Linked DNA regions of Mus musculus: all the other regions are linked to region 4. A link is a contact called in public promoter capture Hi-C data. All regions are on one chromosome and are shown on one strand. Each heading gives the region's core, a stretch centred on a gene start, on an enhancer-like site or on the middle of the called end of the contact. The rest is flanking DNA. Distances are from core to core; before and after follow the strand shown. Region 1 holds the start of Zbtb45 (zinc finger and BTB domain containing 45). Region 2 holds the start of Zfp446 (zinc finger protein 446). Region 3 holds the start of Zfp658 (zinc finger protein 658). Region 4 holds the start of Zfp94 (zinc finger protein 94). Region 5 holds the start of Mzf1 (myeloid zinc finger 1). Region 6 holds the start of Zfp128 (zinc finger protein 128).

Evidence for each region. Promoter capture Hi-C pulls out the DNA fragments that hold promoters and counts their contacts.
Region 1: a promoter capture Hi-C map of second pharyngeal arch cranial neural crest shows a contact between it and region 4. The contact joins the promoter of Zbtb45 here to the promoter of Zfp94 in region 4. A contact is called at or near these places in 2 of 39 promoter capture datasets (maxillary cranial neural crest and second pharyngeal arch cranial neural crest) and 1 of 484 Hi-C or Micro-C datasets (B cells).
Region 2: a promoter capture Hi-C map of pre-B cells shows a contact between it and region 4. The contact joins the promoter of Zfp446 here to the promoter of Zfp94 in region 4. A contact is called at or near these places in 4 of 39 promoter capture datasets (cranial neural crest, frontonasal cranial neural crest, maxillary cranial neural crest and 1 more) and 1 of 9 other capture datasets (adipose tissue).
Region 3: a promoter capture Hi-C map of frontonasal cranial neural crest shows a contact between it and region 4. The contact joins the promoter of Zfp658 here to the promoter of Zfp94 in region 4. A contact is called at or near these places in 4 of 39 promoter capture datasets (cranial neural crest, frontonasal cranial neural crest, liver and 1 more).
Region 5: a promoter capture Hi-C map of second pharyngeal arch cranial neural crest shows a contact between it and region 4. The contact joins the promoter of Mzf1 here to the promoter of Zfp94 in region 4. A contact is called at or near these places in 5 of 39 promoter capture datasets (cranial neural crest, frontonasal cranial neural crest, liver and 2 more).
Region 6: a promoter capture Hi-C map of pre-B cells shows a contact between it and region 4. The contact joins the promoter of Zfp128 here to the promoter of Zfp94 in region 4. A contact is called at or near these places in 2 of 39 promoter capture datasets (cranial neural crest and pre-B cells).

What each region holds. Positions count from the first base shown.
Region 1 is chr7:13,008,283-13,011,630 of GRCm38.p6, forward strand. Zbtb45 (zinc finger and BTB domain containing 45) reads right to left here and starts at 1,570. Exons shown (of 3, transcript NM_001360833.1): 1 at 1,354-1,570; 2 at 1-47. The coding sequence starts at 47.
Region 2 is chr7:12,976,311-12,979,535 of GRCm38.p6, forward strand. It overlaps Zfp446 (zinc finger protein 446), which reads left to right and starts at 1,538. Exons shown (of 6, transcript NM_175558.4): 1 at 1,538-1,802; 2 at 2,688-3,068; 3 at 3,141-3,225. The coding sequence starts at 1,542.
Region 3 is chr7:43,561,039-43,564,312 of GRCm38.p6, forward strand. It overlaps Zfp658 (zinc finger protein 658), which reads left to right and starts at 1,332. Exons shown (of 5, transcript NM_001008549.2): 1 at 1,332-1,383.
Region 4 is chr7:24,315,396-24,318,515 of GRCm38.p6, forward strand. Zfp94 (zinc finger protein 94) reads right to left here and starts at 1,271. Exons shown (of 6, transcript NM_001199321.1): 1 at 1,124-1,271. It also overlaps the pseudogene Gm44513.
Region 5 is chr7:13,052,801-13,056,177 of GRCm38.p6, forward strand. It overlaps Mzf1 (myeloid zinc finger 1), which reads right to left and starts at 1,964. Exons shown (of 6, transcript NM_145819.2): 1 at 1,681-1,964; 2 at 1-381. The coding sequence starts at 341.
Region 6 is chr7:12,879,118-12,882,644 of GRCm38.p6, forward strand. It overlaps Zfp128 (zinc finger protein 128), which reads left to right and starts at 2,061. Exons shown (of 4, transcript NM_153802.4): 1 at 2,061-2,243. The coding sequence starts at 2,178.

The sequences.
Region 1 (3,348 bases), core at 320-2,819, about 11 Mb before region 4:
GAAAAGTTCTGTAGGTGGATGTGGTGCACTGCCTCTGTGGCTGCCATCTGCAAGAGGAGGAGACAATGCGGATGGCTGTTTTCTTTTCTAGTCTACCCTAGTCAGATTTCCATATCCTAGTACCACGAAGGCCCCAAGCAGATCTATGACTACCTCAAGAACCAGGTCCCATTAACTACTGTTATGTGGAGGTTTTCAGAAGGGTGGGGAGGCAACTTGCCTCCTGGCCGAATCATTTAGGAACACCCCTTGAGGCTGAGGATTTGTGCCTGCCATACCCAAGGGAAGCAAATAAACAGTACATATAACAAGGCCTTTGCAACCTTGTTTCTTCTTTGCATCACCTGAGAGGTGCTAACTTTGGGCTTTGAAAATGCACCAGTGATGTGAAAGGCCAGCAAGCTGAAATTCAGTGTTGTTTAGCAATCCCCATAGTTCTTATGAACCCGAGACTATCATCCTGGCACTAATCATACTGAGGGAAGACAGATTCTTCCATCACACACACACACACACACACACACACACACACACACGCACACGCACACACACACACACACACACACACACACACACGCCCTCCGCAAAGGAGCTGGGAATCAGAATTGTCAGTTAACCCATCAAGCAAATATCTCCAGGTCTCTGGGCCTGTTTCCTTATTCAGCAAACAAGGGTGTTTCCCTTGGATCAGATTGCATACACTGCTCTAAGGGAAGAGAATCAAGATTCAGGATTCGCCCTGACCACCAGCCTGTCTCTCTAGGACAGACCCAGAGCAGGGCCCCATTTAATCCTGCCCCTTACAAAAGGACTACTGAGATCTCAGACTCAACGATTCTAGATCCTTAACACAAAAACACCCTTCCCTTTCTCTCGGAGTATTGCACACATTGTGTCAGTTACCACTGGCCTGGCCTACTGGAAGTCGCCATGCAGGGTCCCTTCCACACTCCCACCTCCAGGCCTTTCCCTCACGTGGCCGCCAGAGGGAGCCTGCGAACCGGGTTTATCTGGGACCTCTATGATGATGAATTAATTCTTCAAACCCACCAAGGCTTTGAACCTGTCTCTGCCAAGCGGCCTCCTTTTTCAAATAATATGCCAACCCATAACTCTTCCTCAACCCCATCCATACCCTACTTCTCGAACGCCCGGACTCCTCAGATGCAGCAGAACCTTCCTGAATGCCTCAGAACAAAGGCACACTCTCCCACATCTCCTACAGCATTCTCGCTACAACTCCCTCACCCATGCCATGCACCTTGTTCCATCAGCCTGTCTCACTCCCACCCTATCTATGCCAGAGTCCCCTTCAGGCCCGCTACATCTACCCCCAGTTTCCCGCCTCCGCACCCTGCCCCGATCCTGCAGCGCCCTCTTGTGTTCGCAACGTGCACACCGATCCTCACGCAGGCGTGCCGCTCCTGGCACGCCCCAGCCTTCTCTGGGACTCTGAGGCAGGGGGATGCCCGCTCGACCCCACCTCCGACTCCTCAGGCAGCAGGTCCTGCAGGTCCTCCTGCTTGTCAACTTGAAGGCCGCACTTCCGGGCGCTGAAGCGGAACAGATAGCCTCGGCACAGGCGGAACGATAGTCGGGAGCACGTTTCCGGTGTTCCTCTTTAGACTAGGCAGTCGTTGAGCAGAACTTCCGGTCTGGTCCGCGCCACAACCAAAATCGCAGAAGCTGGGGACCGAAGAGCTGGGGATCAGTAGGCAGAAGGAGCAGGAGTCCGTCGTCTCCAGGCTGATCCGAGCGAGCTGTCAATCACTCCTCGGGCCACGCCCTCAGTACTCTCAGCGGGTCTGGAGAGGGCGCTGGATGGAATCCAGAGGCTTTTTTTTTTTCTCCCAGGTGGCTTTTCTCTTACACGGGAAAAGTTTCTCTCTCTCTCTCTCTCTCTCTCTCTCTCGATTTATTTATTTTCTATTTATTTTATGCGAGTACATTATTAACTCTCTTCAGACACACCAGAAGAGGGCATCAGCTCCCATTACCGATGGCAGTGAACCGCTGAGCCATCTCTTCAGCCCCGAGAAGTTTCTCTTGAGTCACTTCTGCTCGCACCCCAGATGAAGAAGCTTTGCAGAGCTTCCCTGCAGTCATCTAAAGAACACAGGCCCACCTTCCCAAGGAAGCCTCCTCATTCGGTGCTCCCACCTCACCCCACCCAGACTCTCGGGAATTCGCTGCTCTATAAATGAATGGTTGAAGAACCCCAGCTTGGCCACAGATCAGAATAGAATGTAGGACACGAAGTGGGCTCGGAAGTAGTCAGATACCAAGGAGCAGGGACTAAGTGCGTAGAGGGAGAGAACAGCCAGAGAGTTGTCCAAGCGGGGCTCCTACGTGGTCCTTTTGTTGTCCAAGACACCCATGAACCAAACCTCTCAAGTGGTGGGTTGGCCTTCCCTTCCCCTCTGTTCTTGGGGCAATCAATCAACCACTATGTAAGGCAAAAGAGAGGCATAGAGCTCTGGGCCTCCGTGTGAATGGTACTGAGGAATCTAGTGGGTGGTGCCGCATGAGGAAGATGTCAGGATGTTTTGTTCCCCATCCTGGACCCATGCTGGGTAGCTGTGTTGTATGTGTGTTTGAAAGTCTGGGGAAGCCAGGCGGTGGTGGCGTATGCCTATAATCCCAGCACTTGGGAGGCAAAGGCAGGAGGATCTCTGAGTTCGAGGCCAGCCTGGTCTACAAAGTGAGAGTTCCAGGATAGCCAAGACTATACAGAGAAACCCTGTCTCGAAAAACCAAAAAAAAAAAAAAAAAACAAAAAAAAAAACCTCAGAGGTTGAGGCAGGAGCGTCAGAAGTTCAAGGTCACCCCCCAGATATCAGAGTTGAGCCCAATCTGGGTTACATAGGATGCTATAGGAGGGGGGGGACCCTCAAAATTTAACAGCTAGGAATGCTTGTAATCCTATTACTTGAGAGGGAGAAGCTGGACGAATGGGAGTTTAAGACAGCCTCAACCATAAGAACCTGCTTAGCAAAACAAAACAAAAACAATAAAAAACACCCAAGTAAATGAGCTGGGACAATTGCTTGCATGCATGAGATCCTGGGTTGAAATAATTAATAGCAGGCTAGAGAGATGGCTCAGCAGTTAAGAGCACTGACTGCTCTTCCAGAGGTCCTGAGTTCAACTCCCAGCAACCACATGGTGGCTCACAACCATCTGTAATGGGGTCTGATGCCTTCTTCTGGTGTGTCTGAAGACAGCTACTGTATACTCATATATACATTAAGGAAATAAATCTTTTTAAAAAGAGAGAGACAGAGGGGAAGGAAGGAAGGAAGGAAGGAAGGAAGGAAGGATGGATTAACAGCAAAATGACAAGCATAA
Region 2 (3,225 bases), core at 288-2,787, about 11 Mb before region 4:
TCTTCTGGAGTGTCTGAAGACAGTAACAGTATAGTTACATATAATAAATAAATATTTAAAAAAAAAAAAAAGATCACACACAGTTAGGCAAGAACGACTGGTGACCAAAATGTCTCCCCAATCCAAGAGGAAACTTGAACACCCCAGTACCATAGACCTAGCTATCTGTTATAAATTTTATTTTGTTACCCTAAGAGCTAGGTCAGTAGGTCACCACAGGCCCTCTACTTTAAGACAGCTGAGAGGCTAACCTGGGGGAACTTAGATCCTGCCTCAAAAGATAAAATGTTTCATGGTTACATTGGCCAACCTAATATAACCATTATAATTAAGGACTGAGTTGGGGCTAGCTCAATGATAGTTTACCTATTAAATATGTGGTCTTAGATTTAATGGCCTGAACAAGGGAGAAATAAAGATGGTAATGGTCATGTCAAGCCCAGGGGTAAGATGTATACCATCACAAGACTCAACCAGGTCTATCCTGTGGCACATAGAAGGCTTAGAAACCAGCCTAGCAGGGAGGTGAGCACTAGAACAAAGGTGTTTCCAAGAGAGCTTTCTGGGAACCCCCTTAGGCCCCCTTAGCGCTTCTCCTCAATAGGTAGGTGGTGAGAGTTGTGTCCAGAGAATCTGTAAAAGACAAATTCTACCGACAGAACTGCTCAGGAGTTTTGGATGTAGAGAACCGCTGCTCTCTACAGTAGCTGCCAAGGAGAAGGTTCCTGGGTAGCAGAAGAAACCCAAGTAGGCAGATCGAGTTCAGGATTGAATGGTTTATATCACAGTCCAGCCACTTGATATGTGGAAATAAAACTAAGCCCATCTGCAATTAAGCTAAAAAGCCTCTAACTGTCGGATATGGGGGCCCATGCCTTTAATCTCAGCGAATGGGAGAAAGACTGGCAGAACTATTGAGTGAGCTCCAGGCTAGCTAGTAGGGTCTACAGAGTGAGTTCCAGGACAGCCAAGGACTTTTATTCTTTAAAGGCCCCATTCCCCCACAAACAAACAAAATGCCATCAACTGCCCATTGGGAGAAAAAAAATAAATATAAGTCATCTTGTCTAACTACATCCTCCTAAGTAAGGGTTGAGTATACCTCGTAATTTTAATCAGAAACCTCCGTCCTTATTTTCAGTAATGTTATCTGAAGACTATTAGTGAGGGTTGGTAATTACATGGTTACCTCCTCTGAGCACTTGTTCACCTGTAGGCCTACTGTCTCCACAATATCCAGGGAGCTTAACGGAGATCCGATGGAGGCCATACTGAGTTTTTCTCGCCCACCACCGCCTTTCACCTGGATTCCCAACGGGATTGTCTAGAACAGTCTGGACTCAAGAGGCCAAGGAGCCTCCACCTAGGCCTTCTCCGAGGCAGGGGGACCCTTACAGCTTAACTCAGAGAACAGCAAGAGGCCCTAAGTTGTGCGCTAGCTGTTACCTAGGAGACACAAGGAGCGAGAGTCCTTCCGGGAGCGCTAGCTCTGATTGGTCAGGATGCCTCTCTGGCCAATAGAAACCAGGTCCGTTGCGCACATGCGTAAGGAGGCTAACCCACAGTCGGCTCCGTCCTACGTGAGTCCTACGGCTGCGGTTGCAAGAGAAGAACGGCTGCCAAGTCAGGAGTGGGAACCCCCCCCGGAACTCTGCAGCAACGCGACCCCAAGGAGAGGAGCGAAGAGTCTCGCGCGTGAGAGGCCTTGGAAGCGTGCTGTCGTTCTTGCTGAGGCTCACGGGAGACGTAGTCCGAGCGAAGGGGGCCGATCCGGCGGAGCAGATGCAGGATTGGCCGGGCTGGTAGGGCAACGCGCGAGGCGGGGCGTTCTCTGAGTGGCAGTGGGACGTGCTCGGTGTCACTTCCTGGAAGTGCCCCAACCTCCTGGGGCTCTCCCACGCGTCAGAGGTGAGCTCACTCCTAGCTGGGCGGGCGCAGCTTCATAATCCGGCTCCTCGGATCACCGAGAGCACCTCCCAGCCGTCGGACCCACCCCTTTCCTGTGTCAGAGCCTGACACCCCAACTCTTGAGTTTCTCCAGAGCAGGACGGATGTCCCAAGAGAGCCGATTTAAAACCAGAATCTTAAGAGCTGGGACACAGGTTCCAGTTTACAACTCCACACAAAACGGGGCTGTTTGATTTTGGCTTTTGTTTCAGGGTTTCACATGCGTAGTAAGCTGAGGCAGTATGAGGCATCCACAATTCAGCTGCGATCAGCGAGCTGTGCCTCCCAACCCATAATAAGCTCCTGAGAATGCACCCAGGCTTTCAGCTCTGCCCCAGGTCTTGTACCTGTGTCTCAGAGCCAACTCTTCAGCTAGCACAGTGGTCTGCCTCCTGTCTGAAGCCTCAGGGCTCCAGGTCACCCAGGATGATGGTCCCACCCCCCTTCCCTCCGTGTCCTGCTTGACCCTTTGTCTACTGGATGAGCCACTTTCATCTCCCAGGAGCCCTGTGTTGTACCCAAATGTTTGAGCCCGTCATTTGCAGTTTTCTAGAAGGTCCCTGGACATTCCACCCAGTCATTTATCTTCAAAACAAAATACAGCTGCTCAACTGCTGTGGGGCTGCACCTCCCATGACCTTCTTTGAAGTTCTCCTGGCCTCAGGGTTCTCTTTTCCGGCTTCTAGGAGGGGTCTGGTGTGTGTCTTCTGACCTTAGATGACATTCTTCCTTTTCTGTAGGTCCCTCTGTCACCTCCAAAAAGACCCTTCAAAACAAGAATGCCATCTCCTCGGGGTACCCCACACCTATCCCTCAGAGACTCCAGGACCACCCTTGAGGAGCCTGAGGCTGCACGACTCCGTTTCCGGGGTTTCTGCTATGAGGAGGTTGAGGGACCCCGAGAGGCACTGGCCCAGCTTCGAGAGTTGTGTCACCAGTGGCTACAGCCTGAGTCATCCTCCAAAGAACACATAATAGAGTTGCTGATTTTGGAACAGTTCCTGGGTGTGTTGCCCCCTGAGATCCAGGCCTGGGTTCGAGGGCAGCGACCAGGAAGCCCCGAGGAGGCCGCAGTTCTTGTTGAGGGGCTGCAGCATGATCCTGGGCAGCTGCTGGGCTGGGTGAGTGAAATGACATTAGCTTCTTAGAAGGACAGATCGAAGGGAGAGCCCCTGTGACATGATTCTCTTCAGATCACAGCCCACATCCTGAAGCCAAAGATGCTTCCTCTAGTCCAGAAGGAGTCCTCAGGGAGTCACCACATCTCAGCAGCAACGG
Region 3 (3,274 bases), core at 82-2,581, about 19 Mb after region 4:
AGGCTGCAAGACAGATGGGCACTGTACCACATTTACAGCCTAGAGAGGTCATAAGCATAAGGAGAGAGCCTGTGGAAGAGCAAGGTGGTGCCCGGGAGGCAATAAGTGCGTGTGGGTATCAATCATATGCTAAGATGTAGCAGAGAATCGATCAGAAGTTGATATTTGCATATTAACTTTTATGTGGTTTAATATAATTTGGCATGTGGTGATGGGTGGCTGAGACTACTTTTTGGGACCCCCGGAGCTGTATCTTTGGACACAAAACCCTGGTCACAAGAGCACCAGTACTATAATTTGTTCTCAAGACAATCAAAATCATATGTGAAGCTAGGCATGATGGCATATCCCCCCCACCCCCCAGCCCTGGAAAGCAGAAGCAGGGGATCATACCATGTTCAATGCTATACTCTTGTCTACACAGAACTAGAGAACGCTAACCTGAGATACTGCACACAATCGTTCATTTTGTTCAGATATTCGACTTTGGCCTATGGATTTATTCCCTCTACTGTACTGCACGTTTTCGTCATCAATTGATCTCTCACCATTTATCATTATCTCCCTCTCCACCTTCCTCTACACTATTTCTTATATATGCAAAACACACAATAAATAATGAAGAATTAAAATAAAAACACTTGTCATTGACAACAGATTTTCTCCACCTCTGGTCCCCATGAAAAGCCTCAGTGTCACATTTATTTCAGACCTTCATCTTTAAAGATTCCACATGGCTTCAATTCCCATTTCCCAACAAACCTAGTTTTTTTTTTCTTTATATTTATTAATTTATTTTTTATTTACTTCTTAGTTTAGAGGAAAAAAATCTTTTAAGTCCCTGAGAATATACAGAAAAAAAAATGGTATTTTTAGTAATATGCAGCATCCCGGTCTCTTGGAAATAACTGATATACACGTATAGGTAGGAAGTAAAATCCCCTGAAAATATGAGACAGCCTTGGACTTTCACTGTGTCACAGTCCACAAGCTTTGCCTGCTTATGTGCACACTGTGATGGTGGTCCCTGTATCATTGTATTGTGGGAGTGGCCATGACAGCTCCTAAAGGAACAGAAACTACAGGAAGATCCAAGTGAAGTATTGGCAAGTTGTAGCGTCACAAATAGTAGCGCGCATGCGCTTCGCCAGCCTCCACAAGGGGAAAAAAGGGGGTGTGGGAGGGTGGCGAAGAACACTGATTCGCAGTAAACGGAAGTGGTCTCGAGCGGTCATATCCGCTTAAATCTCCGCGCAGATCAGTTCTGTTATTGTTGCCCGCACTCCAGGAGAGTTTGGATTCTAACACTGAGGGCCCGGGGGCGGAAGTCGCAGGGAGGGACACTGCGCGTCCTGTGCAGAGTTCTCTGCATTGTTGTGAGAGGTGAGCGGCAGGGGCGCAGGGAGGATGCTGTGCTGTTGAGCGCTGATTTGTGTTGAGTGACAGCTGACACAGCTACTGGAGGGATGCCCTGGTTGAGCTGGGGTGGGAATCCTATGGGAGTTGGGAGAGCAGGGTTGCTGAGAGAGACAGACAGTGCAGCCAGCTACCGCAAGCCTGGGGCTAGCGTCTCTGAGGGCGATCGCGCTGCTTTCTAGTAGTAGCCTGCGAGAAGAGAACAGGCAGATACAAATGGAAAATGAGATTATTTGTGGTTTGGGCTTAATTTGGGAAAGCCAGCCATTCTCGGTCAGCCTGTGGCTTCTGCCTGCGGAACTAATACTAAGAACACGTGGAACAAAAGCCAGGGGATTTGCATATGCAAAGAGGGCACAGGCATCGGAGCTGCAAGTTGAGCCTTTGTGCAGGTAGCAAGGCTTGTAAAACAGGACCTTTTCGTTCCCAGCATGTAGTCTCCTGTAGAGAGCTAGCGCTGCAAAGCAAACGTTTAAAAGGCAAATCCTAATCCCCGGGCCGTTTTATGTGAGGGCTGGGACATGAGGCGGGTCAATGCTGCCTCTGCTGAGACCATATGGTCACAATAAGAGTCAGTGATTGGCACTTGAGCAGAAGGACCCTGTGTCCTTATTGGAGGTTGTATGTTCCTTGGGTATCACTATTGAGTTTATTGAAGATTCTCTGGAAACTAGTAAATTGTCATCTTGGCTGCCAAAGTAATAACGTTCTGGGGAACTAGGTATGCCCATTTTAACCCCGTGGTTAAATTAATCCTGTGGTCAGTCCACTTATCAGAGGTTACTTAAAGTCCAGAATGACAGTGAATATGTCCTGTGTACCATAAAAACATTGTGGACAAGGGAGAAATGTTTTGTGTCGAGGGCCTGGTGTTTATGTGCAGGGTTTCCAAGTCAGGGAAGGGATTGAGCCATTGAATTTAAGGAAGAGAAACAGGATGTCAATGTGGGCATAGATGAAAACGAAAATGTCTAGACAGGCACAGAGAGCCAGGAGTGGCCATCACCACACCACACTGCACCACATCTCTGCTCTCAGAAGGAGAAAGGGTTCTGGGTGCTGGGCACACAGAGACCGCCCGAGATCATGGGCACTGGGTGTGGTTTAGAGTAGGGAAGGAACGGGACTGGTCCTGCTCTTCCTCTTAGGGTGTGTTCTGGAACAGCCCATAAGCTTAGTTGTCATTTCTGAGAGAGAAATGGTTGTATCAATGCTGGTGGCATGCTTAAAAGAGCTCTCGTGAGAGCTGGGCACAATGGCGCACACCTTTAGTCCCAGCACTCAGGAAGCAGAGAGCCGCAGGCCAGCTACAGCAACACAGTGAGGCCATGTCTCAAAAAGTTGGGGACTGGGGAGGGCTGTGTCTGAACAGCTTAGCAAAGCTCAGAAAAAGGAGCAGCCTGAGCAGCTTGCTCGTTCTCATGTGTCTTTCTGTGTGGGTTCTGAGGGCAGGCTGAGCGTCATATCACTGCAGATCCCCAGTGCCCATGGTACACACCTGCGCCCTCACTGTGGCATCAGCGAGGTTAATTCCTTATCTCCTCACAAGTCAAAGGTACAGCAGCTGCAGTGAATCCTTCCTAACTATCGTGTTTGGCGTGTAATTCAGGGAAGGGGAGTTGTTTGGGGTTTTGGCATGTGTGTTGTATGTAGTCTATGCATGTGGGTGTGGGCATAGGTGCGAGTCTGTAAGTGCACCTGCACTGAGGCCAGAGTAAGCTACTGAGTGTCGTGTTCCATCACCCCAGCCTTATTCCCGTGAGGTTGGGTCTGTTGAGGTTGGGTCTGTCGCTGAACCTGGAGCTAGGCGGATAGCCAGTGAGCCCAGAGGTCCTCCTCTCTTTGTCCCACACAGCAC
Region 4 (3,120 bases), core at 21-2,520:
TTTGTTTTTCAAGACAGGGTTTCTCTGTGCAGCCCTGGCTGTCCTGGAACTCACTCTGTAGACCAGGCTGGCCTCGAACTCAGAAATCCATCTGCCTCTGCCTCCCAAGTGCTGGGATTACAGGTGTGTGCCACCACTGCCCGGCTGATCAAACCATCTTGGGAGCATGCTGAGCAGGGAGCTGTGTTGTTTGGACCATCAGCTTTCAGGCTATGACTAGTTTTGAATTTTATGCGGCAACAGTCTTGATCTGAGTTACTCTATCTTGGATAAAAGTGCCAAGAAGAAATCCATGTCTTGTTTACACAGTCATAGCCAGGCGACTCAATTGTGCTATTAAAAGATATCGACTAGCCTTTAGTCCCAGCACTCAGGTAGATCTCTGTGAGTTCAAAGCCAGCCTGGTAACATAAAACATAAGCGCACCAACCATATCACGTTACTTCTTCACCAAGGGACCGGTATGTGGCAGGCACACTGCTCAGTAGCCTGGTCACATGCCAGGAGCCAAGTCCAGTTCCAATGATCCATCCTGTGATAATAAACTCACGAGTGTGTATAACTGTGTGCCAGGTGACTCGTGGTCTGAAATTTATCATTAGCTATGTTAAGCTTGGAATAAAAGAACCTGTGATTAATGGCCAACCACCAGGAGAAATCGAGATTCCTTGGCAAATTGCAGCCAACGAAACTGACACAGCTTATGACTTTCTTGTCGTTCAGCAAAATCTGACATCGTGGAAAGCCATAGACGTGTCCGTTTATCCTTCTACATGACAGGCTCTCGACAAATCTCCACCCATCCCGATTCTCTGCAGTGTAGGTGTGAGTCCTAGAACCTTCAGGGCAGGGTGACACTAGCTACATCAATGCCTCAAACAACACTATCAACATGGCCCTCGCACCCCAATTCCAGACAGCAGTGAAGGAAGGTGTGAGGGCTCACACCTGTCATCGCAACACACCGGATGCTGAGGCAGGAGGCTGACTGAGCCACGCGCTGAGACCCTATCAGTGCGATGATATCTGTGGGATGGAGGGAGGCTCATTGGGCGCCCTGCGCTTCCCTTTCGCCAGCCTGGAGCCGACTCCCCTACGGCCGCCCGCCGCCAACCCTGCAAACCTCCAGATCCAGGCATCAGTCGAGGAAGGTGTGGGAGAGAGGAGACTCAAGGGAGGACAAGGGGAGCGGATGCTAACAGAAACCACCTGGGAAACACTTCCCAGAATGCTTCGCATCAGCCCGCACAACAGAAGCACGCGCAATGCTCCGAGAATTTGAACTACGCTTCCCAGAATGCTCGGCGTCCGCCGGCCTTCACAGACGCACGCGCAATGCGCAGAGACCCTGGACGACACTTCCCAGAAATCTCCGCGTCAGCTCTCCCGGGTGCCTGCGTGTTTGTGGAACAGTTGAACTACATTTCCGGTAGTGAATGCGGAGAGGCGGATCTTACACTCGTTTCTCCTAGTATATAGCCTCTCTGGAGTGTGTGTGTGTGCGCCACGCAGGTACTTCCCTAGCCCTCTGCGGAACTTTTTATTTAATCTGCGAGACACTGGTGCGCACTGTACAATCCATACTGAATTTACGATGGTCCTCCTGCCTCAGTCTTGCACACTCTCAAATGCTGGGCTAACGTGTGTGCCATGACACCATGCTGCCTCTGAACTTGACACGTCCCACGTGGAAAATTTTTCACCCTGGAAAATTAAGAGTCCTTACCTCATAGGCGGTAATTTGGCCCTACCGTTGTCCTTATATACCTGAGTATATAATATATACTTCTGTGTTTCTCAAAGAAACCAAAATTCTCTCTACACATCACAGCCACACAATCCACTTAACCTCCTGCTAGGCTGCTTCTTCAATGTAACCACAGGTACATTGATAATTCATACTCTCCTCCCTGCCCCTCCAGTTTTCTCCCCACTTCCTTCTATCTTCCACATCAATCTAGATCAATCCACAGGAGAAACAAGTTTTGGTTTGCTTGGTTTTTTTTGTTTGTTTGTTTGTTTGTTTTGTTTTGTTTTGTTTATTTTTCAGAGATTTATTTCTTTTTTTATTTATGTGAGTACAAATAAAGTACAATTAAAAAAAAAGCTAGCTTCAGACACACACTAGAAGAGGGCATCCGATCCCATTACAGATGGTTGTGAGCCACCATGTGGTTGCTGGGAATTGAACTCAGGACCTCTGGCAGTCAGTGCTCTTAACTGCTGAACCATCTCTCAGCCCTGTCTGTCTGTCTGTCTGTCTGTCTGTCTGTTTGTTTGTTTGTTTGTTTGTTTGTTTTTAATTATCCCAAAGGACCACTAGCAAAAGTTTTTTTCATCCAAACAAAATCTCGGCGTATGTGTGTGGCACAGCGGAGATGCTGTAACAGGTATACATAGTAGCAAGGAAAAAGACTAGTTTTTACATGATATGATTGTTGTGACAATTTTGGAGTTTTGGTTTCTTTGAAAAACAGAAATACTATAGGAATGTTTTGATTTTAGCCCCAGGTGAGGAATATGAGGCTGCTTCAGACGGTCCACAGCAGCTGGGATTTGCCTCCTGCTCTAGCAGAGGCGTGATTTTGCCAGCTGCAGGTGGTTTCTGTGCGTGTGTGATGTTTAGAATTCGGGGGACTTTTCAGAGAGGGGTGGGTGTAGGTTGGCTTTTGGTGGCTGTTCAGTGGGGTTGTTGGCAGTTTGTTAGCTGTTGGTCTTTGACTGCTGTTGGTCAAAGTTTGTTAAGTGGTCCTGTGCAAAGAAGAAACAGCAAGACGAATGGCAGAGATCAAAGTTGCCCCCAAGAAATGTGATGCCCTTAATCAGCAGGAAGTAGTCTATCAATAACATCACCCCCTTTCTGACCCCCCCCACCTTATTTAGGGATCACTTTCCTCTCCTTTTTCCTCTCTTATCTAGTGTTACAGGGTTGCAAGGGTGGAGAAGGCTGGAAGAAAGAACCCACAGAGTAGTAGCAAAAGACAGCCGGGGTGCCCCCACAGGCTCATCAGGGAAACTCAGAGTTTTCTGGCAGGACCAGTTCCTGGCTTTAAAGCAGAACCCAATAAGAGCAGCACCTGTTATTTTCATGTGGCCACTTCAGGGGAGCCCCAGGATTGC
Region 5 (3,377 bases), core at 714-3,213, about 11 Mb before region 4:
TCAGGGCTGCCTGGCCACTGCCCTTGCACTTGGGCCTGGATCTCAGGGGGCAGTGCACCCAGGAACTGCTCCAGCACCAAGAGCTCTAGCACCTGTTCCTTGGAATGTACTTCTGGGCGTAGCCACTGGTGACACAGTTCTCGGAGCTGGGCCAGGGCTTCCTGAGGACCTATTGCATCCTCATACCGGAAGCACCGGAAGCGTAGACGTGCAGCCTCAAGGCCTGGGTCCCACAATATATCTTCTCTCTCATCGTCGCTGTCAGAGTCCTCCAGCTTCACCAGAGCAGGCTCATTTTCTGGGGGTGCACAGCCCGAGGAGCCCAGCACAGTGGGTCTCATCAGGAGTACCAGATCCGGTCTTTGAGGCCAGTGTCTGTCCCTAGGGAAGGAATAGTACAAGGCATGTGTAATAAGGACAGCCAGGGGCAGCGAATGCTGACTGAGTGCCATGCTGTGTCCTTTCATCCGAGACCTTCGCCATGAAGAGGACACCCGAGGGAACAGGCACTGACAGGCCAGCCACACCCCAGAGATCCGTGGGAACTCTATATGAGCCATGTGCTTTGTAGACCTCATTTCCGCCGGGCCTATATAGTGTCTGGTAGCTTACTCTGTTCTAAATACAGGCTGTTGCTTAAGCTTAGAAACATTTCTCTTCCCTACATCCTATTCTTTTCTATAGCTGCATCTCTACTTGCACCCAGACATCAGTACCACTGCTGCCTCCTCCTGGACTCCCAATAAGAGTCCCTGTGGACAGCCTTTTGCGGTGGAACAAACAAGTCCCTTAATGTTTTCTACCCAGTCTTGGACTTGGCCTCTCTCTCAGGCCCCAACATTCCTTTCCCAATGTGGTATCAAGGGGACAGCCCTACTCCACCCAATCCCCCATCTCAGCTTCTCTCAGGCCAACAGGTTTCCATATATCTCCAATACCAGAAGCCAACTCATCACATCCAACAGCGATACAAGTCTTCAGCTCTCTAGTTTAGTTGGTTGGGAGGTGACTGGGACTTCTGGGTACCCTTAAAGGCTCTCAACTCATTAGACCAACAGTCTGCAAGGGTACTACTTTTGCTGTGCCTATGTCAGCTATAGTTTCCTCACTTGTAAAAAGGACTGACTTCTCCCATGATACTTTCTGCAACTGGGACTTTGTGAAAATCTAAATTTACTATTGCAGTGGCATCAGCTTAGAGGCAGCTTGATTTCTGTGGGTTACACCTCTGCTCTTTAGGGTGCTAAGTCAACTCGAAACCCTGAGAGAAACTTGGAACAGCCATAAAGCAAGAAGAGGTTCCGGAAATACATTTCCCAGAAGTCTAAGTGAGCATCCTCGCTTTAGGGTGCCAATGTGTCCGGTCGCCGTGGCACCTGTGGCGATCAGCGCGGTAGCGCGTCAGCACAGGGCCGGTTTGCTGGGAGTTCCTGGACCCCCTACCGGCGCTCCGGGTCTAGCTAGACAGCTGGAATCCCAGAGTCCACTCTACCCAGACTCCTCCCTAGGCCTTGAGGTGAAGGGACTCCCAGCCTTCCTTCAATGCTCCGAGGGAGGCTGTGCCCTCGTGAACATGCGCACTCTCGTTCGCTTGCTCCATATCAAACTACATATCCCAGACTGCTTTGCGCGCAGCTCCAAGCCCTTCTGCCCTTCCCCCACCCCAGCCTCCGTTTCTACCCTTCTTCCCGTCCCTAGGGGATTGCGCTGGTTGCAATAATCAGCTCGCACTCCTGGACGTCTCTTCCCACACTCCCGGCCACGAATTCAGGCGTCAGGGCCCCGACGACGTGCACAATCCTCTCGGGGGGCAACGGATTCAAGCACCACCTTCCAGACTGCGCATGCCCCCACCACTTTTTTTTTTTTTTTTTTTTTTTAAATGTCAGTTCTCTACCGGCCTTCCAGGGATTTGCAGGGTTCTGCACCAATCACCGCTCTCACTAGGACGCCGTCTCCCCGTCTCCATGGCAACGACGGGTTCGAAAAAGAGCGTCCGCTGGGCTACCTGCGGAACCACTGAAAGAAAGGCTTAGCAAAATGCTTTCTGGGAGTCGTAGTTTGGAGGGTGCTGTGTGGGTGCGCAAACGCAGCACCACCGGATCTCTTTTGTATTTCTGCGCGGTGGGTAGGAGTGAGCGGGACTCCATGGTAACTAAGGGACCAAACCTGGTGGTATCCTAGGTAACGACCGCACTACTTGGTTTAAGAAAGGTCAGGATCTGTGGCGAAGCCAAGGGGAAGGGACAGGGACACAAATACCCAACGAGATGTCTATACAGGAAGGCAGAGATAGCCCCATACAGAGTCGGGGGAGAGGATGAGAGGGGTGGGAAAATTGTGAGGGGGAGACTGGATGCTAGGAGAGACTGAATATAAGTGAACACACATAGGTATGAATGAAAAGGGGGGAGGGTTAGTCATTAGAATCAGAGTTAGAACCTGAGTCATGTCAGAAAATTTAGGAAGAAGAGAGAAGCAGAAAGGGATTGGGATTAGGAAAGTGAGACATCGAAACTCTAGGGGCCAACCCAGAGTACAAAGGTAAGTGGGGAGAAATTAGAGATATAGTAAAGATGTTAATAGAGATACGGTAAAACGGACTGATAGGTTTCAAAGACTGAGGGATGGCAACAAAAAATTAGATGTGCGTGTGGGGGAAACATTTTCAGAGAAAACTCACACAAAAAATGACAACACACCAGAAAGAGGACGGGGACCAGTCCTCTAGTTTCCTAGCATCATTTACCAAACAATATTGCGACACCTGACTACTTAAACATTACCTCTCCTCCCCCATTTTTTAAATCTGTGATTGAAGTCGTAACACTATTCTGGTAGAAATTGACTTACAAGAAGCTGACAGGTAGCCGGGCGTGGTGGCGCACACCTTTAATCCCAGCACTTGAGAGGCAGAGGAAGGCGGATTTCTGAGTTCGAGGCCAGCCTGGTCTACAGAGTGAGTTCCAGGACAGCCAGGGCTATACAGAGAAATCCTGTCTTGGAAAACAAAACAAAACAAAACAAACAAACAAACAAAAAAAGAAGCTGACAGGTTGCAAATGAGTTCTGCCCAGCCATCACCTGGAAGGTAGCTAAATATCTCTTTATCCCTACACCTAACCTTTTGTTTTATTTCAGATTCATTTAGATTCATTTGTTGCATCTTCCTGAAACTACCTTTTGCTACCTTTCTGTTTTCCTTGAGGTAGTGGAAGCCAGATGCTGGGGTGAAAACCTAGCTCAGAGAGGTAGAAAAAGCACCCAGGTGACCTTCTTTCTCAGCTGAAGTTCCACCGCAAATCTCTCTCTCTGTCCCAAGAAACCTTCACATTGAATGTCCTCCCCCACTTCTACTTTCTGAATGTCTATCTGTC
Region 6 (3,527 bases), core at 811-3,310, about 11 Mb before region 4:
ATGCCTAAAATAAACTATTTGGGGTCAGACTTCCAAAGTTTGAACCAACACTAACTACTTAGTCCTGTTGTGCCTGAGCTACCCTTTAGCCTCCTGTGGATCATTACTTTGCTGGCTCTGGTGACTGCAAGGATTCCGGCAGGTCCCAGTGTCATACTTCCTCCAGCATGGTTGCACCCCAAAGAGCATCATCCCCAACTGTTCTAATGCCTGAGACTACAGGGAAATATCTCATTCAAACCCACTGCACTGCTTGAAACTGAGGCAGGTGAGCATAGGAGATAGTTTAGTACACTAAGACCCCCATCCCCTATTTGATTTGAGATTATGAAGACACAGTCCTCTTGCAGTAACACACTTGGGAGCCTTCAGTGTCACATACTATACACACACACACACACCTCTCCAAACAATGCCTCTAGTAACCTCAGAACTTCTAGCTATATCAGGCTACCCATACTTCCATCTCTGAACAGTAGTATAAGTTTTCCCGTCCTTGGCAATGTTCAAATTAGACAGTTTCCATTCAAGTATATTCTCAGCATTGTCTGTGTATGAAGAATGGAAAAGCTGATCTGGCCTGACCTAGTTTCAGATGCATACACAAGAAAGGAAAACTGTGCCCTCTGTTACTTTTAGGGAGACCCTCCTATTTACCTTATGCTGATACATAAGGGCACACTTATGTTTAAAATCAGATGCATTATAAAAAGGACATGCACAGTAGAGAAAACGAATATATGACTTACTCTATCAATCAGAGTAGAGAACCACCCAAACTACATATCTAGTAATCAGCACCCCCTTCTCCTGAACCCTATAAAAGGAAGCCCTGAGCAATAATCTGGACACTGAGAATCTTCACTCCCATAACTCATTGTCAATCTTTAATAGCATACCTACATAATATGTAATTTCACTTTTACTCAAATAACATTATCTTACTTTTTTTCTGTAAGCTCTTAAATTCAATTCTTTGGAAAAGAGGCCAAGAACCTAGAAATGCCCAGCCCAGACCCAGAGCACCAGTTATGACACTACTGTCATTGTCAGACTGGTGAGGAAGATGCCAGGAGAGAACAAAGGAAACTACTAGGCTGAAAGGAGGGAGAGACAGAGAAGGGAGGATGAGAATAAAAGGACCTGCTGTTTGCTGGACTGCAGCTCTGTATTAGAGCACTTACCACTCTTGCATAAAGACCTAGGTTCAATATCCAGTACTGGGGAGTGGGGATAGTGGAGGAAGGGCAGAGCCTGCTGTTCTACACCTGATAGTCTCTGTCTCTTTAAGGGTATAGTGTATTTTTGGTCTTTTTCTATTACATCATCAACCTAGTGAAAACTAGCAAAAGCCCATTGTTTCCTTCCTTCTTTCCTTCCTTCTTTCCTTCCTTTCTCTCTTTTCCTCTTTCTCTCTTTCCTTCTTTCTTTCCCTTTTCAAGGCAGGGTTTTGTAGCCCTGGCTGTCCTGGAACTCACTCTGTACACCAGACTGGGCAGGAATCAGAAATCTGCCTGCCGGGCAGCCGGGTGTGGTGGTGCACGCCTTTAATCCCAGCACTCAGGAGGCAGAGGCAGGCAGATTTCTGAGTTCGAGGCCAGTCTGGTCTACAAAGTGAGTTCCAGGACAGCCAGGGCTATACAGAGAAGAAACCCTGTCTCGAAAAACCAAAAAACCAAAAAACAAAACAAAACAAAAAAACCAACAAAACAAAAAATTCCAGCAGCAGGTCAGATTGACCAATTCTAACACCAAGACCTTGCCGCTGCGCGCCCAACTCACGGTGCAGATGCATATATGCCCTGAACTCAGCCGTCAGGGCGGGAGGATTATTTTCCAGGCAACTCGAAGCCCAAGTGATGCCCGCACCCGCAGGTAACGGAATGTAAGCTGACCTCTGCTGGTACCCAGACCTGATCCTTAAACAAGACCTGTGAGTGGTTGCACTCCCTTAGACCAGAGGCCAGGCCTTCCCCGATTGGTCAACGTTGGGCTGGCGCTAGCTTCCATTGGTTAAGTGCTGCGTCTCGGCGCGTGGCCTTCTGGGAATTGTAGTCTCAGTGTCCCTGGCGCTGCCGCCATTGTCCAGCGGGAGGCCAGTCGGGTGGTCCCCAGGACGGGGCTGAGTTTAAAATTAGGGTGTCCTTGGACGTCTGTGGCTAACCTGTTGGCCTGGAATGGACCACCAGGACAAAGCAGCAACAGTGGCAATGGCCTCGCGGCCGCAAGCAACACAACTTCAGGTAACAAAAAGGACAGATTGGACTCCGAGTCCTGCTGTCCCCGACAGAGTGACCTGTAACCCGCGGCGCTTTTTCCACAAGAGAAACAAGCGCTGTGGCTCAGCCTCCGAGCCTGGGTCCAAATCTAGTTCCCTCTGTGTGCATGCTTCAGCCTCCTGTCTGCGTGCCATGGGGTGGAGGGGAGGAGGGTGGTCATTTCCCTGAGGACTGACAGGCTCTGCTCAGGGGTTCGATCCCACTCTGGCCAACGCCCTCCCATTTATCCCGAAAGACGGTTCTCGGAGATGACAGGTGACTGGCTAGCATTACAGAGCAACCACATTGCGGGTACGGTCCTCAAAACATGTCCTAAGGCGCAGAATCAACCGACTTTTAAGGGAACCTCCGCACCATGACCCCTATTTTGCAAGTAAGGCATAACTTCACGGGGCAGAGGTACCAAGTTAGGAAAACAGAAGTAACTAGTAAGGGTCACGCCCTTCTGGGCCTTGGGAAAACTGGTAGGTGTGGCTATCAGTGTTTGTCTAGCTCCTGATCATCAAAGTCTGCACTTGTAGACAAATTGCTTATTCTGTTCACCGTAGTTCACCTAGCAGAAGCCAAGACCATTTCATACATAAGTTCTGCAACTTTGAAATTATGCTCTGGAGGTCAGGAGGTGGGTATTTGGTTTGCTTGGGGGAAATTTGCGTTAATTACATTTGGTGTGAAAAGTAAGCTTATGATAGTCTTAGATTGCAAATGATCAGATTCATGTCATCTCAGTTTTTCATGAAATGTGACCAGAGTGTAGAACTGAGAACTGAGGCCTATCAACAGCTATATGAATGAGCCATAGTGAAGGTGGATTCGCCAGCCCCAGTCAAGTCTCAGGTAACCGTCATGAGGCTGACAGTTTGTCAAGGAGTAAGCGATGAGACGGGCGGGAAAAGAGGTGTGTTTAATCAATCTGTTGTCGTGTTTCAGGTAGTACACACAAAACGTAGTGAGACCTGAAATAAACACTACTTCATGGTTTCTGATGGGGTAGGAAATCAAGAGTGACTTAGTTTATGGATCTACCCTAGGCTCTTAAAGTTATATTCAAAATGACAGTCCAACAGTTATTACTTGAGACTTATCAGAGCCTAGAAGACCCACTGTCAAGATAGTTCATTCACATGCTGTTGGCAGGAGAACTCAGTGTTTCTCCTTGTAGGCCTTGCTATGAAGCACTTAGGTCTCACTGTGTAAAGTGAAGTTTCCTATAGAGTGGTGTGATCCAGAAGATGGCAAGGTAGAAGC